Linked DNA regions of Drosophila melanogaster: region 2 is linked to region 1. Evidence: chromatin contacts called from public Hi-C data. All regions are on one chromosome and are shown on one strand. The core of a region is the stretch at or near the end of the contact, and the rest is flanking DNA. Distances in the headings are between cores, read along the strand shown. Region 1 holds the start of CG1504. Region 2 holds the start of tbc (trabuco).

Evidence for each region. Hi-C and Micro-C count contacts between places; a contact is called where the count stands out from the background.
Region 2: a Hi-C map of the Kc167 cell line shows a contact between it and region 1, with 2.7 times the contacts expected there. The contact joins the promoter of tbc here to the promoter of CG1504 in region 1. A contact is called at or near these places in 13 of 107 Hi-C or Micro-C datasets (the Kc167 cell line, the S2 cell line, cellular blastoderm embryo and 5 more).

The regions. Positions count from the first base shown.
Region 1 is chrX:20,327,678-20,333,910 of dm6, forward strand. CG1504 reads right to left here and starts at 2,695. Exons shown (of 4, transcript NM_001272815.1): 1 at 2,441-2,695. CG1631 reads left to right here. Exons shown (of 2, transcript NM_134539.2): 1 at 1-41; 2 at 101-1,003. The coding sequence ends at 537.
Region 2 is chrX:20,447,130-20,453,362 of dm6, forward strand. It overlaps tbc (trabuco), which reads left to right and starts at 2,202. Exons shown (of 9, transcript NM_001298565.1): 1 at 2,202-2,834. The coding sequence starts at 2,816.

The DNA of each region.
Region 1 (6,233 bases), core at 1,445-3,944:
GAGTGAGCTAACCAGCGACGACTATACTAGCGATAGCGAAGGTGATTACCAATCTAGAAAAATGTGTTTCCACTAATAGCGAACCGCACATCCGATCCAGATGAGAGCTGCACAGTGGCCGATCCCGACACCAGTCCGCAGACGAGCATGTACAGTCTGCTGTCGGCAGAATCAGACAGCGACTTGGAGGAGGAGCAGGAGAATTTCTGCGAAGAGACTATTTCGCTGCTTGCCCACGAGATCCTCTGCTGTGAGGGCGACAGTGAGGGCTCAGAGGTAGAGTCCGACGGCGAGGACATCGACGAGGCCAGGGAATACGATATGTTTGGAGAATCCTCAGAGTTTGGGCTTCCTACATACCGGCTCATGCTGAGCGACGAGGACGAAGATAATTCGAATGAGGTCGAAGTGGTAGGCAGTAATCCGTTCGTTGGCGAGACAATCTTCCTGCTAGAAAAGGATAAGGATCAACAGAGCGAGGAGAAGTCCGAGTCAAAGGAGGAAGAAAAAATCTTCCAAATGGAGCTTTTTGAGTAGGGCTGGGGTTGGTTGAATCGGCATCTCTGCAGGCGGTTTTTTTTTGGTTTTTACAGATATTCACATTCGATGATCATGGATCTAATATTTATGGAGGGCAAGATATGAGATGGATCCTTACCAGCAAACTCAATTTTCAGGATAAGGCTTAGAGTAATTAGAAACGTACTATCCGAGTATATTTCTTTTTTAGCCAGATATCAACATTTATGTATTCGCGCAAATTAACATACATACATTGTTTTATGCATTAGGTGTACAAATGTCCCGAAGCGGCAAAAGTGTGACTCCCTCAGGGAACAGACAATCCTGGCTTTTTGTGCGAGTCAACAGCATCCATAGATAGCAGTATACAGGACGCAGTTAATGGCGACAGATAATGAGTGGAACACACTGCTGATCCCAAGACTACAAACTTTATAAATTTGTCAAATTGTTTACAATAGAGTAAATTGATCGATACCATAGGCCTTACTTATTATTTGAAACTTTTATGATGTATTTTTATACTACTAATGACAGTTTAAAGTAGCACAATCTTTGAAGAGTTTTAATGAGCTTTTATTGGCTTTGAAAATTGTTATAGCAGATGGCTGCCATTTTTCTCGAATTAAATATTCATGCTTAAAACGTCTGAGCATTATAATTACTTTCAGTTTTGACCCAATTAGGATACTAGTTAAAGAAAAGGTAAAAGAAAATCGACCTCATTTTTGGAAAAACGTGTTTATAGTGTTTATAAACGTAATTTATAGTAACAGTAGTTATAGGTACCAAGAAAGTCGGTTTATTTTTATAAATGACATCGCTTGGAAACCCCATAGGATCACTTATATTTCTATTTTATTCTTGCCTCAGTTTGTTTTCGGGAATGGGCCTCCCACATGGCATCAGCCTGTGCGATCAGGCTAGCATCCCTTTAGGATCCCTTTTCACATTGTCACTCACCTGTTCACGCTCAAAGTGGCTGGATGGTCGCTCAGGACACCTGAGGGAGACTGGGCTGGTGTTGGCGCTGATGCTGATGGCGATGGTGATGGCGATGGTGATGGCAACTGTGACTGCGAGTGGGACAGTGACTTTAGCAAAATGCTGACAGGCGACGGCAACAGGCGGGCTGAACTGCAACTGCCTTTCCCTTGGCAGCTGGCATTTAGTATTTAATATTTTGCCTCTGGTTATGCCTCGGTTATCCCTCGGTTATCCCTCGGTTATCCCTCGGTTAGTCCTTCAGCTAGTCCCTCAGCGCCTCAGCCCCTCACTTTTGCCATTTGAATGGAGCTGGTCTTTAATTGCAAACTGGCAGCGGCAATTGCTGGCAACTAAAACTAAAAAGGACGACAAAGGATGAGAAAGCGAAATGCGAATGCGAATGGCAAAATGAAATACAACATCAGGCGGAAAGCGAATATGCACTTTGCAGTTTGCAGTCTGCTCCTGCTTGCTCCTGCTACTGCTGCTGCTCTTGATGATTATGATGATTCCTATTTCCATTCGCATTCGCATTCGCATTCCCATCCCATTTCCACTCCGCCTCCTTTCAATTCGACTGCACTTATCGTAATCGGCGTTTCGGTGTTGGCTTTCAAATTGCCCGCGACCACGTCAAAGCGACCACAAAACTAGCTGAACGGACAACCGTTGACCATCCAACTTCCAACATCGACCATCCGCCACCGTCCACCTTCCACCAACAGCAGGCAATCGAGGACCGCAGGTCAGGTTTTAGCCAGTTATCAGCCGGGCTTAGTTTGGTTTTGGTTTGGGCTCGGTTGGGTTTGCTTTGGTTTGGATTGGAGGTTTGGATGGTTCGGCTTGCGGCTCAGTTTGAGGAGTAGTTTAAAGCGCAACTGGCAACTGTTGCGGGGGCCCCAGCCAAACAAAAACCAACGAAATCACTCACCTCGCACTCAAAACAACACACACGTGATTTCCCGGACCAATAAAACAAAAAAAAAAAAACCGAAACACAGCTGGACAGAACAGAGTGATGACAAAAAAGATGTCAGTTGGGGATGTCACACACCAGCCGCTGAACAGCTGAACTCTAAACTATGAACTGCGGGTCGCGTCAAGTTAGGACTTGTCGAGATTTGGCGAGAGATTTGCGGGCCACGCACGTATCCGCATCCGCATCCGGTACCCGGTACTGATGTCAACAAGCTACCACACGCAACTAATTCAAAAAATCCAGCGAACGGATTACGGCGCCACTGTCCGCATTGCCAGCCGAAGCCGAAGGCGTCACCAATCGGGTAGCTCGGCGCTAGCCGAGTCCGTATCCGAAGTAGCCTCGTTGTCCTCTCGTGACCGCTCGGCTCAGGCAATCGTTTGACGTCGGTGGCGTTCGGCTGGAACCGGCTGGAGCAGTGGTCCGCAGTCGTTGGTCGCCAGCGGAGTGGTTCGCATGTGGCCCGGCTGTAAGTGGCACAGGATTATGGATGAGACCCCGCGTCCTGGCGGGATTCTCTTTTCGTCCTGCCAGCGGGCATTAACGTGCTGTGCGCTTTATTTAAAAAAGCAGCTTAACCTGCTTTTGTGACCTTTTCCCTTTTGGCCAACACGTGGCCAACGGCTTCACCAGCAATCGCCTCACATTTGTCCACCTCCAACGCCGGCGATGGATAGACTGCGTCCTCATCCTGGACCACGCCATGCGTGTTGATAAATGGGTTTTTATTTTGATTTTATTCACTGTTTGCCTTGTTTTTGCATATTCATTGACGGGGCTTCGACTCCGATTCCGATTGCGATTCGATTCGAATTCCCGTCCGTCCACCTGCTCCTGCTTCTGCCTCTGCTCTGCTTCTGATCCCCATGCGAGGATGGCTGGTGTGTCCGGCGTCGAGTGCAAATCCTCTGCCACCTATTGCCTTCGGGTCGTGTCTGTGCTGAAATGGTTTTCAATTTATTAGCAATCAGTGGCATTAACAGCCGAATGCGATGCTGTTGCTCCCCAGCGGATATGGCCACTAGGATTATGGCGGGGTCAGTCAGATAGGAAGCCAGTTGTCACTGATCATCAGCAGGGTATTGGTACTGCGAAGGCGTGCGCGATGAGTTTGTGAAATCAGTATATGTTCAGTAGTGTTATCGAGATCACCTAAGGCATTATTGGCTATTTCAATTCAAGGTTCATTGAGTAGCTATACAAATTCTTACTTGTCTTGAACTAAAGTTCGGCAGTTGTATCATACTTTAAAAGTTAGATTGATATCATTTTGTTATACATAAAGCTTTCCGAAATGTAAGCTGAAGGAAATGTTAAATTTAGAGCTTGATAGTTGAACATACTATCTATATATATATATAGATAGAACTATACTATACTATATTTGAAATGCGCACTCGTTTGTACTACCATTTGTACCAGCATTATATAGGAATAATTCTATGTTTGAGATGGAATTTGTCAGCTTGAAAATCAAATGTGATTGATAGCTTTGAAATTTTCAAGCTATGATATGTAGAAGGAGATGGGTAGATACGCAGTCTTGTGCCGAAGAATTGATTCTATTTTGATAGATAATTAATTAATTTCAAGTTTGTTTTTGTCTAAATGGAATGTTAGGCAAATATATTTCTTCCTCAGAAGGTTATTAACCCTTACCCCAACTCTAATCATATTTTAATCTGTGAAAGTGGTATCGCACACATATGGAAATGAGTCCACATGTGTGGTAAGTATCCTGCGTCGTGCCACTGATTGAACTGCTGACCCCCTAACCTTCAGCCCGTGTCATACGTGGCATATATGCCCCATATGCTGCCCCAACTGACATGCCATTGTACTTCGATTCGGTTTGGGGTGCCCTCAAGATCGGTTTTGCATTTATGCGGAGTGGAAATTCCCAGCGAGGAGCCAGGACCAGCGGCCCAGTGTGCGGCCTAATGCGCTCAACCCGGAACCGCAGGGGCGGCAAATTGGTCAAGTCGGTTGCTGGCCACGTAGCCAGTGTCTTGCGGCTGCAATTCCCGTTACCAATCCAATGCCAATGGCAATGGATATGTAGATGCAGATGTAGATGTAGATGTGGATGTGGAGGTTGCAAATGGCAGGAAATGCGTGATAACGACCGGCAGCACACATGGAAAATATTGAAAATTTGAATGAGGGACACGGACACGAGTCCGCTCAGTCGATTCTCGAGATGGAAGTGAATGCAGGACGCGGGGCAAAGCCATATGCCATATCCTGGCCCTGACTGCGATGTCTTTGTTGCTGTCGATGAGGATGTGGAAGTGTGGATGTTGTGAAAGTGTCGACACCAGTCCCGGCCAGGCCAAACACATGGCAAATGGCACATGGCAGACGCTTCTCGTCCAGTGTCCTGCCCCAGCCACGCCCACAGCCCCATCGGCTTTCCCGCAGAAGCTTCCCTGTTTGTGTCGCCGCCTAGTGTAAAGGAACGAGCATAAAGAACCGCAAAATCATGAAATGCAATAATGAAGGCTTCATGGTCGATCGCTCAAACACTACTCGCTCACACCCGTTGCGATATAGTCACACACAAAGAGGAGGGCAGGACGAAAATCGAAGGCTGCAGGTCCTCGTTGCCGAGGATGGGGCTGATGCTGATGCATAGGCAGCAAACCCAGCAAGCCTGTGGATAAGGGGCCACCAGGCAAGACTTGCAATCGACACGACTGTCAATGCACTCGAAAAAAACGCATATGCTTAGAGTGAGCCCAGGTGTTTGAGAGTTTGTCATAGGTAATCTTTAGCCACCATATAAAAATAAACAATGTAATCAATAAGAAATACAATGAAGAATTTAGAGACTAATTATCATATGCCCCAATGACGAGTGCCTTTATTCCAGTGCTTCCTAGTGTGCGTCAGAGTATCTATAAGCCACTGTGCGAGTGTGAGAGTGTGTCTGTCGACACCACAAAGTTGCCATATTTAAAGCATAAAAGCAACATTTCCGTTTGTCGCATGCCGATGAAGCGACAGGAAAACAGAGCAGCAGGCGAAGCTGTAGGCAGGGGCGACTGGGAGTCCTGGCATCGAGAATGGATGGGAGATGACGATGGGCAATGGAAGATGGGAGCGGGGAGCGTGGAGCGGGGAGCGGGGTGCTCCAAAACTAAGCAGAGGTCGAGGCCTACCTCCTTTCGGGGCATGTGGATGTGAATGTGGCACGTGTGTCTGTGAGTGTGTGTCAATTTGTGTGCGTGCGCGTTGCAGTCATGTACAACATGCAACAAACGTGAGAAACTAAAATGAGTGCAATTTGTATTCCACATTTACGTAGAAAAGGAGTCGAAAGGGGGTCGGGATTGGTTATAGGATATCTGGATGTGGATGTGGATGTGTGGAAAGGCGCCTCATCAAATCATCAAGCCCGAGTTCCGACCACAGAGCGCAGCTTTCCCCATCATTTTCGGAAAGCACAAATTTCATTTTTTCCTCATTTGTCGCATAAAATTTACCGATTTACACACACACACAAACAGCTCTGGTCCTCTTCATCATTAAATTGTGTTGGGGCAGTTTCAAAAGAACAAAAAAAAAACAAAAAAATAACTCGACCTGTTTGGGTCACCACTCGGGTCACCCATTCTCAGCCATTGCTTTATTCTTTCCCCAGCTTCGTTGCAGCTGTTCGTGTGCCTTGGTAATTGTTTAAAGTAACTGCAACAAATTGAAATGGAATGCCAGCCAGCCAGCCAGCAAAGAAGACAAGCAGCCA
Region 2 (6,233 bases), core at 952-3,451, 120 kb after region 1:
TCAGCCTCGACTATCAGATATGTACAACGGCACTCGACTACAGCATTCTCTCGTTTTCATTTATAATAAAGCGTATTCTTGAGGAGAACACGCAAAATAATTCCATTAAATTTTTTAAAGTATTATTTGCTAAAAGGCTCAACATCTCAACAACATCTTCTGCGGATGGGTGGAACATACGATAACTAAAACAATATGGAACACTAAAGAAGTCGAGTGCCGCGTCTATTGGATACCCATTACTCAGCCAAAGGAAATGTGAATGTTTTAAAACGGAGGGACGGATCAACTGATCATTCAGATCGGGATAGTGATCCCGATTAAGAATGAATATACTTCATAGGGTTACTCTTCATGTAACGGATATGTAAAATGAATATATTGGTAGCATATATTAGTACATATATTAGAGTATTAAATTTCTTGGTTGCCTTAAAATAGGTAACTTTACCAATTGATAGCTCTTCTAAATTTTTGTTAGGACTTTCGTCGTGGGTAATTTAAAAGTTGATAAGAGCAAAGTCCTCAAGATATTTGCTAAGCCCCCCTTGAAGACTAATGGCCACTTTCGTCCTGTTGCCTTAAGTAATGGAGGCATAACTATTTCTGCTGCACAGCTGGATGCCGAGAAAATGCTGGGCAGGATTCCCGCTTGGACGGCACAGAAATTCGCTTTCGCCTGCACCTGAGAAAGAATATTTCGGTACACACGAATCCGCAGTGAGTAGGTTATGTTAGGCACTGTAGTGGTTCTGGTGCAGGCTCCTTTAGGATGGCTTAGGGTCGTTTAGGGTGTTTTTGGGTGGCACAGGGTGGCACAGGGTGGTGCAGGGCGGGTGAGGGCGTAAGGTTGCGGGTTACATGGCCAGGGCGCAAACTCAATGCGAAGCAACAGCGGGCCACGAGTTACACCGAAATGTTTTCATCCAAATTTGGGGCAGACTTGTGTGCATGGATGGGGCTTTCTTTTTAAGAACGCGTAGCTGGTGCGGTAGGGGGTTGTTCCAGAATATTTGGGCCAGGCGGCGGGCAGGTTGGTGGTGCGGCGCTCAGCAGGGCATTCTGGCATGCTGTCCTGTTGCTTGTGGCTGGATTTTGCGCCACACAGGCAGAGACTTCGACGTCAGCAAACTGAACAGCAGAGGTCGTGAAAATAGAGGCATCTCTAAACGATTCTCATCTAATTGTTTAGCTGGCTAAGTCCGGCGACTTGGTGTCTAAAATCATCACTAAAATGCATCACGATGCATATGCATCTGCATATGGTGAGGTAAGTTTCCTTTTCTAAGAGTTTATTTTTTTGCAGTTTTATTTAGTTAATAGTTCCCCTGTCATATATATATGAAAGCCTTTGAATTAAGATGACTTTCTCAAGGGGCACATCAGCGGTTATACAAATAGTGTTAGAAAATACTGATAATATTTTCAACTTGCAGTACCAGGGAAAAATCCATCAAGGAAAGTTCGAAACACATTTAATTTAATTTAAATTTGAAATAAATATTAAAATTTTCGCCTGCATCGTGCGCGTGTGTGTGTATGTGTGTAGCGAAAAGCTTCCCAAACGAAAGTAACGGGAATGTTTTAATGGTAAGGGGTCGAGTTGTGAGCGGGGTGCGGAGACATAAGCTTCGTTGTGTTACTGTTTATGTTGCTGTGGAACATGTTTCAACTGTAAGTGTTGCTGGCACTTTTGTTGGTTTTTGTGTTGCTGTTGGGAGCCTTTTATATCAGAGATGCGATGATTTAAGCGGAAAATGGCTAGAATTTCTGGTGAAAATTGTAATATTTTATTTTAATATCGAAACATTAATTTGCGTTATGCGTTAATGTGTTTAAACCGTTTAACAGTTTCTCTAGGAATTGGAAAGGTTTCTTAGCTTACTTAGTTTAGTATAATAGTTTAATTTCTGACATTCCGTTGCCAAGAAGCGCATTTTCCGATTTTACATCCTGGAAAGAGGTTATTAATATAATTCAGTTCCCAAAAGCATAAAAGCGCATTCAAAATAAAAACTTTCAAAGGTAGAAAAAAATGCAAAAAAATGTTATATTTAAATAGTGGTTAATAGTTGTGTGTTCAAAGAGTCCTGCTGCAATTGTTGCCGAAGTGGCTTGCACTGATGTTGCGCGCGCTCAGCCTCATGTTGCGGCCGCCGATGTTGCCGCATTCCCTTTAGGCTTTTATTTCGATTTCAGTTTCAGTTTCCGCTTCAGTTTCGCTGCGGAGTTGGTCGCGTGCAGACGGTGCGCTTTTGCTGAGAAAAAACACACGACTTGCTGCCGAGAGTCTGGCCCTATTTTCACTTTTTTTTTTTTGGTTTTCTGGCTACCCATTTGGGTTCAGTTGGTCAGTGAGTCAGTGCGTCAGAGCGACCAGGAGTCGTCCGATGGGCGAGCGGGAGCCGAAACCCCTTGCCCCACCCCCTGCGGCGGCAACCAAATTATTTATAAAGGACAACAGCAACTAGTTGGGCAAGCGAAAAGGGACGCAAGCGTGGAAAATCCAGGAGGAAAAACCAGGAAAGCGGAGAAAGCGCTGAAAGCGAGGCAAAACGCACGCTGCCATAGGCGACACTTTGCGCTCTGCTGGCGTCGGTCGGCATACGCAAAATACGCAAAACAAATACAAATACGAATACAAATACGAATACGAATACGAGCACAAATACAATTTTTCGAAATACATTTTACGCGCGCGAGAAGAGGCACGAAATTACGGCGAAAAGCTTTGGGCAATCTCCGCAAGCCCCAAACACACGCCCACGCGCAGCCAGAACACCACGATACGATACTATATAAGATACGCTGCAAAATGGTGCAAGGCAATGCAGGTAATAACAGTGATCGGGTCACCAAAAAATCAAAAAAAAAAAAAAAAAAAATCCCCAAAACCCACAAGTACCTGGGTGGCCCATAGAACACGAATTCTCATATTTTTTAGAGCCTTTTAAATGAATTTTTGACGTCAGGGAGAAAGTAAAGGTAAAAGTGTTTAAAGTGTTCCATAAATATCTTGTACGAAAGATATTATATAAAATGTTGCGAATTAATAATATGAAGTGGAAGGCTTAAATTTAAAAAAAAAACAGGTAGCTTGTAGTTGTAAAAATTGTAAACCGGACCAACGTGGCGTATGACAGATATTCGGCGAACCTTGTAATTGCTCACGCACACAGAGGCAATTGAAATCAATCGCGATTGGTAGAGAATGAATGCATGCTGCAATTAATAATTATTCGCATGATTTGCTTACAGTTCGAAACAAACAGCAATGGCAATCAATCGTAGATTGTGTAAGCCAAACTTTGAACTGAAGTAGTCATGGCAAATGAAACAGAGTTTCCTTTGTAGCAGTTGCTCTTGAATATCACACATTAATTCCTAGAATTTTCGCGTAACTCTAGAACCATACTCCCCCGTCATTGCCTTTGCCGTCATACATACAATGATAGTCACGCTCAAATGCTGATGATGATGCCTGTGCACACGTGCCGCATTCAGGGATATTCTGCATTCGGGCATCGCCATTCATTTGTCATATTTCATAGATTCGAGAAATGCGAGAATTTCGTGACTTCGCCTGCTCGCAGCGGCTAAGGCGATGCAAATTGAAATATGTACATACATCTAGGTTTTCCAGGTATTATTCATTCAGGTGTGCAAGACTTGTGGGCGTTGCTGGGCGTGCTGGTTGTACGAATGGTGCATTTCCCGGTAATCCTAATCCCTGGCAATCAATGCAACTGCCTTTGCTAGCTAGGCGCACAGTCAGGGCCACAAAAGTGTGGCCCGACGAGGCAATTTCTTTTGCTTGCGCCACACAGATCGTGTGCTGTGTGCCATTGGGATAAGACCCCTTTTAGTGAATGGAATGGAATGGAATGCTGGTGGAGAGCTCTTGATTTGATTAGGGCAACAGGTACACTTGACTAATTGCTTCTGCAATTTTATTTTATAATCTAATGAGTTTCATTCAACTGCCTGCCTAGGCAGGCAGCCTACCGTTTGGTCCTGACTTTTGGCCTTTGCTCAAGCGGGCTGACTGTAATGAATCCAGAATTTTTATTGCCAGTTATTCAGTAGTTCCGAAGTAATTGAATTACGGCTTGCTGATAGCTGGTAGTTCATTTAACAACTTAAACTTCACTTCTTGTGCACGCTCAAAATTGCTTTCATAAGAACTTAATTAAGGGAGATGAAACAGCAAAGCTACATTTTAAGCAATAAATAAATTAAACTAACTAATTCCCCGATGGTTTGTACAATTTGAATGCGCACTGTGTTGCGTCATGTGTGTTTGCTGCTCTGCTCGATTCCGAGTCGGCATCTCCTGCGCCAGACAGACATCCCGTGGCTCCTTCTGCACTCCGGTCAATGTCCATGTCCAATGTCCGTAGTCCAATGTGCGGAGTGCGTAGTGCGGTGTTTTGGTAATGGGGTGCACTTGGGGGCTGATGAGCACGGGCGTAAAAGTTTTATGAATGAACATCGATTGGCCGCATCGATGTGGCATGGCAGCAAAATGCGGCAATTCGATGTGCCCCGTAGTCAAGGCGGGGGCGTTTGTTTATGTTTTAGCAGTTCGGCCTTGCCCCTCAAACGCCCACACCGCGCACTCCACCCACTCCACCCACACACTTCCTTGCCATATCCCCGATGACGTGTCCATCGCCTGGCAATGCTGATGATGATGTGGCCGTCATCAATTGCTCAATTATGGCATTAGCTAAAAGCCAAGAGCCGTGCGCCGTGGACTCAAGTTGGCCTCGAAGAGATTGACTTGCCAGAGCTGCGGCTCAGTGTCGCCCATCAGAGTGAGCCGCCGTGAAAGTTGTAGTTGTAGTAGTTTAACGGAAAAACTGCCAAACGGATTCCACAGCTGAAGGCAAAATCTGATTAAAAAAAACACCAACTGAACATTTTGGGCCACAAAGGCGTGCTTAAAGTGCACAACATTCCCCATCAACGAAATATTCGTATACAGATGCTCTTGAAAATATAGTGAAAATGTTACAAAATGTTGAGCGCTTTCCCCAAGGATAAGCAACTTAAAAAGAATTTATACAGGTGGCTTCAGATCGATGCCATGAGAAATAGTTGAATTTAGGAAATTTCTCTTGTACATATTACTTGGGCAAACGATATACCAAAAACACGGGACACAGATTTCGATGGCACTTTATTCACAAATATCACCAAATTCATGTTGTCATGTCCTGTGAGAAATAAAGTATCCTTAGCCATGTAAGAAGCTCCTCAATGTTCTCTACGCAATTTTAAATTGATAATTGTGACATATGGGTCTCGAAAAGGCTACTTATTGGGCAGGTCCACCCTAAAGTGCAAACATACGGCCGTGCACTTAACGCCGCGTTGACAGTAAAAGTAACAGAGGTCAAATGGAAGGCCCTGTGTGCCCCTGTTTGTGTGTGTGTGTGTGCGAGTGGCAGTGCTCATGCGTCTGTGAGGCACACGTGTGTGCGAAAGTACTAGCCACAAAGTATTGCACGCCTCTCTGCGGTATCGTGGGTATGCTGGTACTACAGGACACGCTGTCTATACGCAAAAGAAATAATATGATTGAAGACTCTGTTCTAAGGGGGAAAATGTATAAGTAAGTTGCCAATAAGAAGCTACGTTTCAATACAACCAACTTTACTTCACAGACGATGTTGCCACATGTTGAAACATTACCTAGAGTTTTGTATTGTGTGTAGTGTATGCTGGGTGCCTGCCGTAGCTTCAGCATTGGTTGCTGCCGTCACGTCCTCGGTCTTTCATGACAAAGCCATCAAAGTGTGAGCTTACTGTCAACGGCTGAGTCGTTATCCTGACATGCGTATGTCTGCATGTCCTGCGTCCTGTCGGTGCCATTAGCATTGAAGCCGGAGCTAGGCACCTTCAAAATTAAAAATCCACTGTCTGGCCATCATTAATTTCATGTCAGCCCTGCTCCGTCTGCTCCATCCGCCCTGCGATGGCTCCTTTCGGGGCCGACCCAAAAGTTGGTCCTTTTCCAAGGACTCTCGGAGCGGGGGGCGAAACGAATAGACCGAGTTCTTCAAAGAGCCGCATTCCCAAATGTCAATCAAACGCCTGCGAACGAAATCGCATTGTTTGTCAATTCATTTTCGACCTGATAGTTGGATGGACAGATGAGAGGCAGCGGATCGAAATTCGTTTAAAAATGCCATTGGTATGGATTGCACACAGAAAGGAAATCTGAAGAA